2 separate regions of the Mus musculus genome follow, and region 2 is linked to region 1. A link is a contact called in public HiChIP or PLAC-seq data. All regions are on one chromosome and are shown on one strand. The core of a region is the stretch at or near the end of the contact, and the rest is flanking DNA. Distances in the headings are between cores, read along the strand shown.

What was found. HiChIP or PLAC-seq counts read pairs in DNA pulled down with a chosen protein or histone mark.
Region 2: an H3K4me3 HiChIP or PLAC-seq map of bone marrow-derived macrophages shows a contact between it and region 1, with 2.1 times the contacts expected there. The contact joins the enhancer-like site here to the promoter of Ugcg in region 1. A contact is called at or near these places in 7 of 39 promoter capture datasets (the HPC-7 cell line, the SN4741 cell line, hematopoietic stem and progenitor cells and 2 more), 4 of 484 Hi-C or Micro-C datasets (the C2C12 cell line, CD4 T cells, the HPC-7 cell line and 1 more), 6 of 115 datasets of contacts at active chromatin or transcription factors (the HPC-7 cell line, bone marrow-derived macrophages, embryonic limb bud and 3 more) and 4 of 9 other capture datasets (adipose tissue, liver, macrophages and 1 more).

What each region holds. Positions count from the first base shown.
Region 1 is chr4:59,187,667-59,191,766 of GRCm38.p6, reverse strand. It overlaps Ugcg (UDP-glucose ceramide glucosyltransferase), which reads right to left and starts at 2,217. Exons shown (of 9, transcript NM_011673.3): 1 at 2,026-2,217. The coding sequence starts at 2,123.
Region 2 is chr4:59,292,439-59,296,538 of GRCm38.p6, reverse strand. No RefSeq gene overlaps it. Among named protein-coding and RNA genes, the nearest start is that of Gm35578, 13 kb to the right of the region's middle. Within about 2 kb of position 1,763, at least 22 of the 459 cell types and tissues checked have an H3K27ac peak or open chromatin away from gene starts, as enhancers often do. A contact at or near this core is called in the C2C12 cell line and bone marrow-derived macrophages, where this site is marked.

The DNA of each region.
Region 1 (4,100 bases), core at 968-3,467:
CCTAAGAAATGTGATTTAAAGAGATGCATGTATAAGAATTCATCACAGAGCAGGGGCATGGTGACGCACGCCTTTAATCCCAGCACTCCAGAGGCAGAGGCAGGCGGATTTCTGAGTTCGAGGCCAGCCTGGTCTACAAAGTGAGTTCCAGGACAGCCAGGGCTATACAGAGAAAACCTGTCTCGAGGGAAAAAAAAAAAAAGAATTCATCACAGGAACTAGCAATATATCTTAGGGATGAAGCACTTGCCCAAAATACAGAAGGCCCTGGGTTTGGTTCCCAGCACAGGAAAAAGCTAAGAAATACAAATATAACTGTTTCTTTTTAAGTGTTGCTTAAATCAACTGAATTGCCTACCAAAAACAATAAATGAATATTAAAAGCTCAGAAGCCAAAATGCCATGCATCTTCCTACACTAATGGAGAGAGCTCACACATTTGTTGATAGGAGAAAAACAATAGTCAGGTTGCTTTGCAGGCAGCTCCCGACAAGCAACAGCCTTGGGGTGTTTGGTTCTTCATGCTTAACTTCTAGCACCTAGAACAGTGCCCTGTACTGCTTATCAAACACCATTTAGTCAGTAGGGGAGATTTTAAAGCAGGCCATGGAACAACAGTCATGACATGGTACAATCTCCTCTCTCCTCTTCTGCCTGATATATATATACCTAATTGGGAAGGTAGGCAAAAATGGTTAACAAGGTAACGTTTTAGTATGTTATAACTATCTTCTTTATTCCTTTCTGTACTGTCTAAATTCCTGATAAAATAACTATTGCTTTTTAAAGAGCCCATGTAGTTAAAATGAATACTGCTTACATTTCTAAATTCCAAACGGGGTATGTTTTCTTTCACTTTCAAAAAAAACCCCACAAAACCCTGTCTGCTTATCTTATACAGGTGTTGTCTTTCTCGGCGTCAGGAAATGGCACACCAATCGGAGAAAAGCACATGTTTTCTATAGTGGAAAAAAAAAGTAACTGCCTAACGTCCTTCCCTGTTTTTCATTAACATACAGCCTATTCTAGCCTATCCCTATCTGGTAGTTTAAAATAAATAAATAAATAAATAAAAATAAATTTCCTCCCTCCTCTTTCAGGCTAAAATGCCAAGTGAGTTCATCTCTACACATTTAAACAGGCTTCATTTTAAAGACATTTCATTGATGGATCAAAACTCAGCCACCTATGTCATGTCTCTCTCCGCCCCTTCACTCTGTTCTGTTTTAGTCATGAGCTTTATAGGGAATAACCTTATTTAGATTTTTATCATGTTTCATCCTTCTAGAATGTAAGCTTCATGAGGGCAGGAGTTTTGTCCTGCTTTCTCACCTATGTCCCCAGCCCAACTCCAGGTGGTATCTAGTAGGCCTTAGGAGGTACCTGCCAAATGAAGAGATGTGTGTGGAAAACAGATTAAGGATGTAACTCCAAACAAGCCAATACATAAAGACTTGGAAAAAAGATAAATAAAGACATGATACTGAAATGCCACGCTGACAGGACTCGATGCTTTATAACACTGGCTCGGAGACGGACCTTCTTCAAGGCGGGCAGGTGCTACACACCTAGCTAAACACATAGCTCTTCTAGGAAGGAGGTAATCCACTGGGAAGCCTGGGGTGGTGGTGATCAGCTCCCGGAAGAGTGTAAAGGACCATCTCCATAATAGAGACGTGGCCGGCGCGGAGGGAGCGGAAAACCTCACAATACACCATACATCCTCGCCCAGATGGGAAGAAAAATCACACGAATCTCCTACACAATCAAACCAAGTAGACAACCCTCCACCAGACAGAGAAGCAGGCTCCTCTCCTAGAGCTCGGTAGTCGCCTGCAACCCAGGAGTCGGGTCGCGACTCCAGCGCGATTCCCTTTCCAGGACCCCGCGTCGCACCGCCCCAAGGAGACCGATTTAGGGGGCCGTTTGGGGATCAGCTTTCTCTATCCCCGCAAAACGCTACCCTCCACCGCACACACGCCTGCCAGTCCAGCTCGTCCCCGAGGCCCCGACCCTCCAACTCACGTGTAGATGATGGACATGAAATGCATCAGCCACAGCACCACGAAGAGCACGAAGCCGAACAAGGCCATTCCCTCCTGGGCCAGGTCCAGCAGCGCCATCCCCCGGCCCGCTGGCCCGGCCCGGCCCGCTCCGGCCGCCGCGGACAGCGCTGCCGCGGGAGGAGGACGCGGGGGCCGCCGGGTGCGGGGCGCGGGCCGCGAGTGGAAGGTGGGAGAGGAAGGGCCGGCGGGGCGGCGGGCGTGAGGACGGAAGGGGCGGGCAGGGCCTGCGCGCCCCCGGCCACTCGGCGCGCGCTCGGCACCGCGCACCCCTTAGCGTGCGCGCGCTGGTGTGCTGCGAGCGCAGGCTGACCGCGCTGCGCGCTCTAGGCGGCCGTTGCCGCGCGCTCGGGCTCCCGTGGTCCAGACCCTTGGGCTGCCGCTGCCGCCGCCGCCGCCGCCGCCGCCGCCGCCGCCGTCGCCGTCGTCCCTTTCGCTCGCCGCGGCTCTGCGTTCTGGTCCGTGCTCTCTGCCGGCGTCCGAATCCCGGCACGATGCGGTCCGCCCTGCCCCGCCCTCTGGAGCCCGGTGCCCGTGCCCCCGCCCCCGGGGCGGCGCCCTCGCGCCTCGGTGCCGGCCCGCGCGCCCACGGGTGGAGCTGCCCCCGCGTGCTCGCCGCCCGGCAGCTACCAACCGCTGCCGCCGCCCGCGCCCGCGGTCCCCCCCCCCCCTGCACTGTCTCTAAGCAGCACGCGCCGCCTCTACACTTTATCTTGGCCAAATCCGGAGGAGCCAAGAGACTGTGTTATTTAAGGAATCCCCAAACTCAGAATTGGAAGAATCGCTTGATGCTGAATTCGCGCAAGATTGTGCGTTCTCTAGGGCAGCTGAGTGTAATTTGGCTAAGATGTAGCCAAGAGAGTTATGGAAATGTAGCTAGTTCGAGCAGTGCTAGGCTGTTAAGTGTTGCCAGTACACCGCTGACAAACCATCTCATTCATAAATCTTGTATTATTTGCTGGGATGATAGATTTTAGTCATACTGGGTTAAATTACGTTACTCCATTTTTAAAAAGCTGTTAAATGTTGCTATTACTAAAACGTTTAATTATGCATGTGCACGATACTGAAAATGGGGAAATGAAGGCTAGGCTGTGTGAGAAGCCTGTATGTAGCCCAGTTACTTCTGGGACTGAAGCAGGAGAATTACCTGAACTTGAACACACAGGTTCCAGGCCAGGCTGGGCAAATTCAATGAATCCCTGTGGTGGAAAAACAAGAGTATTCTAACTTTAAGTCGCAACTGGGAGAAGCTAGTAGTAAATGTTTCCATTTGTTTCTTCAGCCTGGATACATCTATATTGTTTACAATTGTTCTGTGTTTAAACTGTTTATTATTCAAGTTACTTTTAAAAAATAATCCAAAAATGACGGGCAGTGGTGACATACACCTTTAATCCCAGCACTTGGGAAGCAGAGACAGGCAGATTTCTGAGTTCGAGGCCAGCCTGGTCTACAGAGTTCCAGGACAGCCAGGGCTACACAGAGAAACTCTGTCTCGAAAAAAGAAAAAGGAAAAAAAAAAAATCCTTAAGGTTTGCAGTGTCCTTTGTTCTACTGGTGAAAAATCAGTGGGAAAGAACCATGCTTCGAAATTAATTTCCAGTTGTTGAGAGTTACTGGTTAATAGAGTTACAGCAGGATGGAATCCATACATAGAAATAATAGCACAGGGTTTTAAATGCCACGATTGTGATTAATCAATTCTAAGGCCCACTTTTAAAGCATTCTTAACACATTTTCAATAATCCATTATTTTCAAGAATCCAAAATGGAAATGCATCTCACACTCAGTGACATCTTACAAATAAAAATAATAGGCCAGGTTTCTTTTTCTTAAAATGTGTTTGCTAGTCATATACAAAACAATGCTGTGTGTTCTCAATACTTCCTTGAACTTGGTCAAGGATATGAATTTCTCAATTTGAGCATTTTGTAGCATTTTTCATTTTTTCCAAATCTTTCCTAGACCTTTACAGCAAAGGATTCCATGCAGTATGGTGGGTAACACAGAAAGGACAAAGAAAGTTGGTGTAA
Region 2 (4,100 bases), core at 514-3,013, 110 kb before region 1:
TGTATCTGTCTGTCTGACTGTCTGTGTTTGTGTGTGTGTCTGAAGAACAACCAGATCCCCTGTTGTTGAGTTCCTTATACAGACTTTGAATAGTAAACTCTATTGGGCTTATGGTTTTTGACTATTTCCTCCCATCCCTGGATTGTCCTTATCATTTTGTTGGTTTGTGTGTAAAAACTTTAGTTTGACAGAAGTCCCATCTCTGAGTTTTGCTAGAGGACAGAAAACATTGTGACCTGGAGCTTTGGCTTCATCTGTCTCTTTCTTGTATCAATGAAAGCAAAGTGATGTGACAACTGTGAGAACGGGGGTTGGGAGGGTATAGAATAGAGGTGAGAGATGAGCCCCTAAACAAGGTGCCACAAAGAACAGCTGCTGGTTTTTTACCCTGAGTCACACAGGGGTTTCTCCACCCTTTCTGCTACCAGATACCTGGTTCTTTTCTTTTATGTCTTCATACTCTCCTTTTTCTTTCTCTCTTTCTCTCTTTCTTTCTTTCTTTCTTTCTTTCTTTCTTTCTTTCTTTCTTTCTTTCTTTCTCTCTCTCTCTCTCTCTTTCTTTTCCTGTCTCTTTCTTTCTCTCTTTCTTTCTTTCTTTCTTTCTTTCTTTCTTTCTTTCTTTCTTTCTTTCTTTCTTTCTTCCTTCCTTCCTTCCTTCCTTCTCTCCTTCCTTCCTTCCTTCCTTCCTTCCTTCCTTCCTTTCTTTCTTTCTTTCTTTTTTTTTTTTTTGAGACAGGGTTTCTCTGTGTAGCCCTGGCTGTCCTGCAAATCTCTTTGTAGACCAGGCTGGCTGAAACTTACAGAGATCTGCTTGCCTTTGCCTCCTGAGTGCTGGGATTAAAGGCATGCATGCCTAGCCTGACGTTCTTGTTTGGAATTGATGGCAGACAGTTGACCACCTACCTCCCTTTGGTGCTCCTTTTCTTACACCCTAATGAAGACCAGATGTGTGTCTCTCATTCACTGGTGGCACCAGGGGCTTCCATGTCACTACTAAGCTCAGCTTGCCCTGGAATTTGCCACGTAGCCCAAGCTAGCCTCAGACTCACAACCGTCCTGCTATGGCCTCCTGACCACACACATGTACTACCGTGCTGTCTCCCAGGACAGTTCCCAGTTAGACTGAAAGTTTAAAAGTCAGCTGTTTGGGGTTTGTTTTGTTTGTTAATTTTACACTCATCCTTAGCAAATTGGCCCTGTAACTGATCAAAACAAACCGATGATGTCATTTACTTTCATTATGACTCCTTGTGACTGGGAAATCAGTCTAATCTTTATTTTACATTAGTCAATCTGCATCTCATCCTCCCTCTCCAGGGATGGGATTATTACCCTGTGGGTGGGGTAGAATAACACAAAGTATGATGGAGAGATTCACAGCTGGAGACCACCGTAGGCAGGGTCGGAGCTGACACTGAGGGACTGGTAGAGGTTAGCCTGTCTGAGACTCTAAGGGAAACCAGAGGCAGTGTGTATTAATGTGTGGGTTCACATAAGAGTATGAACAAAAGCACAAAGAAAGGGGGTGTTAAAGACTGAAATCGAGGGCCAAGAGAGGAAATAGGGGAGATATTAGGAATGCAGAAGCAATATGGTGATTCATTGGATTGCCTCAGTGCTGGGAGGTAGGAAAGGGGAGGAGACAGTTGCTTATCAAACCTTTCAAAAGAACATTTAAAGACAGAACATGTGGCCAGGCCCAAGTTCAGTGGTGGAATGCTTGCCTGGCCTGGGTAAGGAGGAACCTGGGCTCAATGGTCAGCAAGAGGACAGAAAGGAAGTGGGGCATTATGACTAATGAAACATTGTCTTCAGGCACGCTAGATATCCACTTAAGTTGTATTTGTCGTTTAAGTAGTCACTTGGAAAGACTAAGCACTACTGCAAAAGATCTTGAGAGATCCCCTTTTTAGTAATTAATTGCCTTCAGAACTTCTCTATGAGCCACAAATGGGCACCAGCATTATAGCCTCAAAAAACCTGTCTCTGTTTCTCTGTATATGGCGAGAACATATATGGACATAAAATGTATTCCATTAAAATGTGGCTGGTTAGACATTTCTTCTACAAACTAAGAGCATGTGGCAAATTGCTTGTATCTATTTTCCAAAAAGATACAACTTAGGGAGGATAGTTCAGAAGATTTCACTCATAGAACAGCGAAAAAGAAAGGCAGGGGGTACTCCAGACTAGGAGAGCAATCTTCAAGGAGGGAGTCGGACATTCAGAGCAGCCACAGTGGGGCACCTCCATGGAGAGGTAAAGAGGCAATGTTTCATTTATCTACTGGGTTTCTGGTTTTAATCATTGTGGTTGGAAAGCTGCTACATGTGAGTTTCTGATCCACCCGGGTCTCTTGCTGGTAGCTCCTAAGGCAGTCACTAATAATCAGGTCGTCCGCCTAAATCACTCATAAACACCTTAACAAATGGTGGGGGAAGATGAATCAAGCTTTGCGTAGTTTAGGTAGAAGGTCATCTAGAAGGAGAATCTGTTTGTCAGAATTTCTGACCACCAAAAAACCCAGACATGTGGCCCTTTATACACAGCTTGGATTCTTTATGTCTTCAGATCCACTGGCCTGCAGCTCTTGCCTACCCATGTGAATAAGATAAGCCGTACAGAGCCCATACTTCTGAAGAAGCTACTTAAAACCCACATTGGGCTTGAGTCAATCACCTGCATGGGACCCACATAGTCACCCATAAAAATCCATATAAGACATTTCTCTTAGAGCAAGGGGTAAGCTAGTATAGGAAGGCTACAGCTCGGTATCCTCTACCATACCCCCCCTTTTGTCCGTTATCCTGTACATGCATTGTTAATTCTGCAATTCTCCAGGAAAACAGACTCCATCATTTTGGGCCAAACTTAAGGCAAGCTTTATTAAATATTAAATACTGATCAAGAACTAAACTTTGGTCAAGACCATTCCACAGAATTTTCCAGCTGGAATGGTCTCAAACCACATATTGCAGGGGTTTATAAGGACAAACCTATAGGCCACCATATTTTCCCATGAGGCCTTGTTATTTTCCAGAACTACAATTCCCAGCATTCCAGGAAGTTACCTGGTTCCTGGGCAGGCAGGGCTTACAGGTTAATTTTGGTCATTACAGAATATGTATACAGGATGCTCATCTCATCCTAAAATATCTCTTTTCCCAACACTCTGCTTCTGTATCTTTTAAAATGTAATCAATTTCATATGCATATGCGGTGTATTATCCCGTTCATCAGCCGCTTCTCAGCACTTTGACCAGTCAGGAATCTCTGCATTGCCGGGCATGGTGGTGCATGCCTTTAATCCCAGCACTCAGGAGGCAGAGGCAGGCGGATTTCTGAGTTCAAGGCCTGCCTGGTCTACAAAGTGAGTTCCAGGACAGCCAGGACTATACAGAGAAACTCTGTCTCGAAAAAAGAAGAAGAAGAAGAAGAAGAAGAAGAAGAAGAAGAAGAAGAAGAAGAAGAAGAAGAAGAAGAAGAAGAAGAAGAAGAAGAAGAAGAAGAAGAAGAAGAAGAAGAAGAGAGAAGAAAAGAAGAGAGAAGAAAAGAAGAGAAAAGGAAAGGAAAGGAAAGGAAAGGAAAGGAAAGGAAAGGAAAGGAAAGGAAAGGAAAGGAAAGGAAAGGAAAGGAAAGGAAAGGAAAGGAAAGGAAAGGAAAGAGATCTCTGCATTAACCAATGCACACTGCAAAAGGAAGCTTCTCTTGGCCATGGCTGGGAGCTGCGTAGTCAACGTAGATAAGCACAAACACTCTGATGACAATTTAGCAAAACATCAGTAGTAGCCTCCCCTCTAGCATCTGTGATCTCCTTAGCTGTAAGCTTGTATTTTCTACATGGCTGACCAGAGCTGATCAGAAAGTGAGTGGTTTCGCCCCAAACAGTTGTGTTACTGTTGCACCAATGAGCTCATTTTGCCTGCCTGCCTTGCTTTTCCTGGACAACATTGTTTACATTAATCTCTCATCTTGTTTTGCGCATTATCTACAGGAAACAGCAGCTCACTGAGTTTTGTTAATTGGCAAGGTGGCCTTTGTTTTAAAAACGGTTTATAGACCAGAGAAATGAGTTCTTTCCTCTCTTCGTTTTCCAATTG